Linked DNA regions of Mus musculus: region 2 is linked to region 1. A link is a contact called in public HiChIP or PLAC-seq data. All regions are on one chromosome and are shown on one strand. Each heading gives the region's core, a stretch centred on a gene start, on an enhancer-like site or on the middle of the called end of the contact. The rest is flanking DNA. Distances are from core to core; before and after follow the strand shown.

What was found. HiChIP or PLAC-seq counts read pairs in DNA pulled down with a chosen protein or histone mark.
Region 2: a contact with region 1 is called in an H3K27ac HiChIP or PLAC-seq map of large pre-B cells, with 6 times the contacts expected there. The contact joins two enhancer-like sites. A contact is called at or near these places in 3 of 484 Hi-C or Micro-C datasets (bone marrow-derived macrophages and liver), 1 of 115 datasets of contacts at active chromatin or transcription factors (large pre-B cells) and 1 of 9 other capture datasets (embryonic stem cells).

What each region holds. Positions count from the first base shown.
Region 1 is chr16:24,074,828-24,078,666 of GRCm38.p6, reverse strand. Gm46545 (predicted gene, 46545) reads left to right here. Exons shown (of 2, transcript NR_155457.1): 2 at 1,028-2,192. Among named protein-coding and RNA genes, the nearest start is that of Gm46545, 5.9 kb to the left of the region's middle. Within about 2 kb of position 2,371, at least 31 of the 459 cell types and tissues checked have an H3K27ac peak or open chromatin away from gene starts, as enhancers often do.
Region 2 is chr16:24,885,490-24,889,577 of GRCm38.p6, reverse strand. All of the region lies in intron 9 of Lpp (LIM domain containing preferred translocation partner in lipoma), which reads right to left. Among named protein-coding and RNA genes, the nearest start is that of Gm22672, 3.4 kb to the right of the region's middle. Within about 2 kb of position 2,522, at least 19 of the 459 cell types and tissues checked have an H3K27ac peak or open chromatin away from gene starts, as enhancers often do.

The sequences.
Region 1 (3,839 bases), core at 1,122-3,621:
AGAGAGACATGCAGGGATGCAGTCCCTAGAGGACCACACAGACACCTGGTCTGTCTGTGATGGATACCCTTTCTAGGGGCCACAGGAGTGCAGTAGAGAGGGATCGTCTTTCTTCTCCACCTCCTCACAGGAGCTCTCACCCTCTAATCAGCTCATCCTTCCTTCCTTCCTTCCTTCCTTCCTTCCTTCCTTCCTTCCTCCCTTCCTTCTTTCCTTCCTCCCTCTCTCCCTCCCTCCCTCCCTCCCTCCCTCCCTCCCTTCTTCCCTTTCCATTTGTTATTGACTTTGTGATTTTTCCATGGAGCCCAGAACACAGTATTCCAGCAGTAAGCTGGCAGGCACCTCCAGGACACACATATGTGAGGACATGGAGAAAGCTCATTATCAAATCAATAAAATCAATAGAGATGGATGAGATGAAGGTGAAACTCAGTGTCTTGTGCCTCTTTTTTATGCTCACTGCAGAGGGCAACCTCAGTCTCCCTAGAAAGAGAGGACATGAAGGCTCTGCCTTCTGTCTACTGCCAGAAATGGAGAGGAAAGGCAGACTACCTTGGGGATTCTTTCAGAGGACAAAGTAGTGAAGGGTGGAGAAGATGGAAAATGGACAATTCCCCAGTTGTTGCAGGACAGAACTTCCTGACAGTGGTGTACTGGGAAGAACTGGGTTGCCTTCTGGAAGAGGAGTCAGATGCTATTAGGAGATGTCATTAGATGTAGAGTCATATAGGCCATCCCAACTTGAGAAGACATCCTATGTTAGCATCCTGGTCCAGTGGCCCAGCAGGCCTGAGGCGGGGCTTGTGTCCGAGGCCTCAGGGTGAATGAGGCTGAGTAGATTGTTTGGTGTGTCAACTGCTAAAATACCCTCTCCAGCCACGGCATTTTGGGTTTCTCCCACACTTGAATGCCTTGGGAGGTGAGTCTGGGCAGAGCTCATTTGTTCCACAGTACTTGGCTCTGGTACAATGCCTGATGCCTGGTCAGAAAGCATTTTATAGACAGCTGTTAACCATCTTTATTTCAGAAGTGTGGTGAGAAGAGAATTAAGAAACAGGTGTGGGACTGGCCACCAAGAGAGCAAGTGGGGAAGGTGCCCAGCTCCAGAGCAGAGGGGGCCTGAGCCCACACTGTGATTCCCAACCATGGGGAACAATGGCACCCACTGGGAAGAGCCCCCAACCCGGAATGTCTTAGGAGTCTGCCTTCTCTTATGAAGTCTCACCATCTCAAGGCCCAAGCTGCTATAGAGGTCAGAGTCATGCTCCGGAGAACCCACAGGACCAATGTTTCCCTTTGACCTCATTGAGAACTAGTAAATGCAATAAGTCCTTGTGGACTCTTAAGGAATTCTGTCTGGACTCTGAAGAAAATAGAGTAGAGGTCACAGCCAAATCTGCCCGCGTGTCGAGAGGCTGGATTCCAGAAACGAGGGAAACAGAATATTGTTTGTGAGAATTGCAAGCATCTGGAGAGTCAGAGGCATGAGGCAATGATGGCACAACCAGGGGATAGCATTTTCTTGAAAAGGCCTTGAATTTTCATGGGTGAGAGAGCAGAATGTTGTGCTGAAATGACAAGTCTCTACTCAAAACCCCTAAGCCACTCTAGACTTGCTGTGTGACACTGGAAACCAACCTCTCTCCATCTTGTTTTCCTTACAAGGCTAAGAATGTATGGCCAGGCTTGACAGAGGGCACCGATGAGATACTGCACGTGAAACTCCTATAGCTGGCAACGTTAGATAAAGGAGAAGTGCCAATATAAACAGCCCTATCCACTGTGCTTTCTCACGTGCCTAGGCAAGGGGCTTGTGCTGGCATGGCTAACATTCTCTACTTTCAGAGAGCAAGACACAAAGAGATGGAATAGCCACGGATATCATTCAATATCACCTGGACCAAGAAGTAGAGTGTCCCTTGGGAGAAAGACCTCGGTGCCTACCCATGGCATTGCACTTCCTCTTCTGAGAATGGCACCATTACAGAACTATCCAGGGTGGGGCCCCAGACCACAGAGACTTCCTTCTGCCTGTCTGCTAGAGGGACATCTGCTGGGATGGTTAGGAAGGTAGCCACTGTCACAAGCTCCAGGGCCCAGAACTGCCCTTCTGCTTCTCCACCCTGCCTCTTTCTGCTCTTGGTATGATCTCTGCTTTGGGGTAAAAGAGTGGGTGCCTGGCTGCTGGGGGTGGGGTGGGGTGGGCATCAGGGAATGGGTGTTTGTCTTTCTTTGGTTCTGTGCTCTTTGGATTTCATCTATCATACAGATAATTACCCAAACCATTTGAGTTCTGCTTCTGCAACAGGGTGTCCCCACTGCGAGGTCCTCTAACCACGGAGTTCCCCACACCCACTCTATCCCCTAAAGCTCATCCTCACCATCATCATGACTCCATAAAATGACAGGAGAAGAGATGTGAAGTGAATCATCATGGCATTGGAGGAGGGGCAGAGAGAGAGAGAGAGAGAGAGAGAGAGAGAGTGTGTGTGTGTGTGTGTGTCTGTGGGTCCAGATGAGTGCTTCTTAAACAGCCTCTTGACTTTTTCATATGATTTGCTGAGCCCCATTGAAAGGGATAGAAAATTCAGGGTGGAGGCATATTGGCCCCAAAGGCAGCCAATGTGAAAATGAATTGAGGCTGCAACCAGCCTCTTAGAACACAGGACAGCTTTTCTTCACATCCCCAGGATGGGACACTGGGTAAGGGGATTACACTGTCACACCCCTGAACCTCAGCCTCCCTCCTCACCAGGCCTCTTTGGACCTCAGCCTCACCCTCCCTGAGGCCTCTGACATAAACCCTGCCTTGGGCCTGCTAGGCCCTGGATCAGAATGCCAACATAGGATGTCTTCTCAAAGGATCCACCACTAGAGCACATGTCCAGGGACACCCCAGGGTCCTAAACTGTGGATGTTCTTGAGGTCTTAGAGGACAAGGACTTTGCTGGGTAGAACATATAAATGGAATGAGTGAGGGTGAGTATCTGCTCCTTCATCAGCAAAAGGACTAAGACATCAATAGAAGAAATATAGACCATTGCAACTACAAACAAAAGGAAAGGACTTTAAAAGTCCCTGTGTATAGATAGCCCTGTGGTTCTCAAACTTGACCGTGCCTCAGAACATGAGGACCAGATAGAATAGGTGATTGCTTGGGCCCCCTCTGAAGTTGCTGATTCCGACTGTCAATCCACTTCTATATTTCTGTTGCTCTGGTATGGAATTCCATTGCTGCTGCTCTGCGGACCATGTTGAAGAGTGACTGGTTCATTTTTTTGGTTTGGTTTGGTTTTTTTAAAGCCTAATTCATTTCATCCATGGCCCAAGGTGCCCCGACAGGTGAGAGGTAAACAAATAAAAATCACACTTTCTCATTGCCTCTCCTCCCTCACCCCTACTTGCTCATTGGGTTCAACCCTCCTGTACTGCAACACAACCCGAGCAAAGAAAGCTATCCCCACCCAGGCTCGCTAATGGCTTTATCCACTCCTACAGGGTGACATGCATGACTTAGAGCTGGCACTCAGCCATCCTGTACTGACCATGGAAGAGGTAGCCTACCCTTAGGATTTCAGTGTGCGTCTATAGATCTCCCTGATCCATACTTTCACTCTAATTTCATTGTTTTAGCTCATTGTCCAACGTACTCTGGTTGACACCTTTGAAGTGCTGGCTGGTTGGTGAAAGATTTCTTCTTACATTCAGGGGCTTCACTCTGACAGAAAAGGGAAAGAAAAGAAAAGGGAAGGGATGGAAAGAAAAGGGAAGGAAAGGGAAGGAAAAGAAAGGAAAGAAAAGAAAAAAGAAAAAAGAGGAAAAAGAAAAAGAAAAAGGAA
Region 2 (4,088 bases), core at 1,273-3,772, 810 kb before region 1:
AATGGAGGGAAACTCATATGCTTGATGAAGGGGCCTGGGCACTGTCTCTAATCATATACAGGTAGGAGCAGGATTCAGGATACTGGGGTTGAAAAGCACAATCTACTGAACAGAACAATTCAGGAAAGCCTCCGTCCCTGGAAGAGTCAGTACATCAGTTAGTGTGTGTGTATCTTGTCTACATTCAGACTTCATATCTAAATTCAGACTCTTCTGTAGCTGGCCCTCACTGATGGGAAGGTCAGCTGTTTCCAGAGCACTGAGGCTGCTAGACCATTTTGTTCTCCATGGAGCCACTACTGCAACTCCACCCTGACCGTTCCCCATGGTTCTAGTTCTGATTTCTGGTGATCTTGAAGCCAAGTCTCATTCCACACACTTGACATCATATAAGAGACTAGAGTCCAGTCAGCACTGCCTCTGAGTCTGCACTTAGTTTGAACATATCTACATCACTTAATGGCACCATATACTGTATGGTTGGGAGTTCCTTAAGAACCTGCTTCTCACTGTCTGTTCTATAAAGCTACAGTGTGTGTGTGTGTGTGTGTGTGTGTGTGTGTGTGTATCAGATTAGATTTTAAAGAACATATTAACATTTAAACAGTAACAGACTATAATCTAGCATAAAATTTTAGGATTAGGTATAGCTCAGTGATAGAGCATTTGCTTAATATATACTAGGATCATGTGTTCAAACTACAGGACCAGAAGGAAAGAAAGTAAATAATGGGACAGGGTGTGTATTACTCTGAGTGGCAGCTTCTGTAACCCAATACCCTGGGATCGTAAGGGCCATAGTCACCTTGACTCCTTATAGTTCATGTCTACTAGGCAGAAACAAGATCCTACTAGATAACCATAGGCAACTAGGAATATCAACAAGGACCTGCAGCCTTTTGCAGGTCATAGACCTAGCTTCATGAATTGCCAACATTTTTTGAGGCTCTTGTATTAACTCCTTTCTAATTCATGGTACCCTTACATGGGCATACTACCATTATTCTTACTCTAAAGAAGAGGAAAGTAAGTTGCAGAAAATATCTAACTAACTTCATGCCTAAACATCCTTGGATAAAGTATCTATTCCAGCCCCACAGCTGCACTGCCTGTTCATCAGTGCAGATCTGGTATATGGGGCATTATGGAATGACTTCTCATTGAAGAAGGCTTTCAGCACCCCGTCACATTGGACTGACAGCCACTTCACACTCAAAACTGGGAGGGGTAAATGTTTCAATGAGTGAGAAGAGGTAAATATATTTCTCTCAGATTGCATGTGGTCCTGTAAATATTCCTTTGTATTCTTTTGCAGGATTGGAGCATATCTTAAAAAACAAACAAACTAATTTGAAACACTGAGAAAAAGAAGTTTAAGTCTTAAAAAATGGACTGTGTCTGCTACAACTATATTAATGTGAAATTTCAGGCTATCTTCTTGATGTTTAATACAATTGTGATATTTGTAATATAGTTTATAGTTGTTTTATCATTAGACATATAGTTAGAAATGCTTTAAATTCATATACTTTTTTGGTTAGAATAAGAAAATTAATTTTTTCATTTGTCACTCTTTTCGTAATTAGGCTGAAAACAAAACCACATCTCCAAACTTTACTGGCTTACTATCAAATGAAGCATACTCTGTTTGAAAAATGATGCCATACCTCTGAGAATTTTATGCCAACAAATGGCATTTCACTGTAGAAAACACACTGAGGGTTGCGGAAAATAGATTAAAGCATGTGAACATTATTACAAGTCCACTGGATTCGAATGAGAAGTAGATTTTTATATTATAAATTCAATATAAGTCAACACACTTATTCTTCTATATTAACTTTCCCTTTTGTTTTGTTTAAGTCAGAAAGGACCACTTAACAGGATGTCAAGCAGCACAAGGGATCTAAGAAACATACTTTGGCAAAATAAGGATGGGGTCATGAGAGGGGCACAGTGGCTGGCTAGGCAGCAGTAGCAGCTGTCTTATTCTGGTTCAAAGTGCAGCACAAGAATGTATATCCTGAGCCTATAAGGCATCTGGAGAGTTAGACAGCTATCCCAGGTATGGGACATCTTTGATCACCAGCCTACAGTGAAAGCCTGCTCCAGAAAGAAAAATATTTCGTTTTCAATCTCCTTCACGTCAGCTCGTTGTCCAGTACTTCAGTGTGCTTTTGTGTGACAAGAAGAAGTGGACTAGTCACCACTAGCGCTTCTTACCATGACTGAGGAATTTCCCGGGTTCAACAGTCTAAGGCACCATGTGTGGCACACTGCAGAGAAAAGTGCTACCGAAATATGCAAGGGAAGTCACATCTAAAACACCTCTGCAAGAGTTTTCCCAGGAAAGGCAATTGAGAATGCAATTTTGACAGGTAGAGGGGGGAGGCAGAAAAATGCTGCTTTCTGCCCCACCCCCACCGCCAAAGAAAGGATGAACATCTGTGGCTTACTGGATGCAAACCACTGGCCTCAACGAGCATCTGTGTGCTCGCCACAGAAGCAGATGGCCTACATTCTCAGAAACAAGTCTCTCTTTACGTCTGGAGAATATTCTTCCAGAGTAGGTTGGGCTAATGTGCTGGACCCGGACCTGGGCCTGACCAGTTTTGTTACCTCCTTTAAATTCTTCCTATTCTTGGGATAAATTAGGGACACCAGCCTCAAGGGCAGCCAGTCTGACACCTTCCAATTCACAATCATAGGGGGAAAAAACAGCAAAGAACAAAAGTTAAAAATAGGTCTACAAACCAGCAACAGAAAACAAGGCGCCCAAATGTTCCCCCTTTACATTAACAAGAATATATAAACTATTCCTCAGGAGAGCATTCAGAATGCAGAGCAAGCAACTCAGGCAGAGGGTATCTTTGCTTTGAGAGGGACTCAGACAACACATTAGTAAAAGCATACCACAGCCTGTCACTTAGACAAAATCCTCAGTGCCTTAAACAGGAAAGGCCAGAGGAATGTCGGCAGGCCTCTAGGCACCAGGGCATGAAGGAAGCACAGTTGACTAGGCAGCAGGAAGCAAGGAGCTCTGGCACAGGGCCGGCATGCAGAGCTTCTAAGCAATGGATGCTTAGCAAATCAAATATTCCAGGAGCAGAGGTCCGGAAAGCTGATACACATACCAAAAGATTTCATATGTTACTACTGTCTGTGGCCAGCCTGGGATCCTGTGTACCTATCTTCTCTTTTCCACATGTAACAATGTCCTTAATGTTGGTGAAACCAAGTATATAAATCAGGTCTCCTTTATCTTGGGACACTACAAGGGCTTCCTCAATGTACTGAAACCTGTGGTTGTCATGCTAGTACTATAAATTTAAATGCCTTATGGATGTCTTAATAGTTGAGCTAAGCCTGAATAGCCAGACTGAATTCCAAATGCATGATAGGCGAGATGTAAGGAGAGACAGGCAGTCTAGGAAAACCAATAGGCTAAGCAAGTACAGGATATGAGCTTCCAGAGGTATTTTCAAGCCTGCTTGCTGTTTGTATTTGCTCACAAAAGTTATTTTAAAACATCTTCCTAGTAATAACTGTATGCAAAAGACATATTCAAGCAAGTCTATAAGGACATAGTCAGTACCTCAAACTCTGCTATCCTTCCCTTTGTGGTCCTTTTCCTCTCTTGTTAGTCCTTTGCTTTTTTGCTGGCTAGTTGTATGCCAACTTGACACATGGTATAGTCATCTGAGAGGAGGAAACCTCGACTGAGAAAATTCCCTCATAAGATCACGCTATAGGTGAGTCCATGGAACATTTCCTTAATGATTGATGTAGGAGGTTACCGCCCACTATGGGTAGTGTGCCATCCCTGGGCTGGTGGTCCTGACAAGACATTCCTTCCATTATTCTTCTGTTTTTGCTTTTAAGCTGAAACTCAGGCCATGGAGGAATGCAGCTTAGCGGCTTACTCCCCATAGCTTGCTCAGCCTGTTTTCTTTTTAACTTAAAAATAATTGTTAAATAATTTTTATGTTTTAATTAAAATATAATTATCCCACTTCCTGTATCCCTTTCCTGTCTCCAGTTCTCCCTCATGCCTACCACTCAAATTGATATCCTCCTTTTCTCTATTA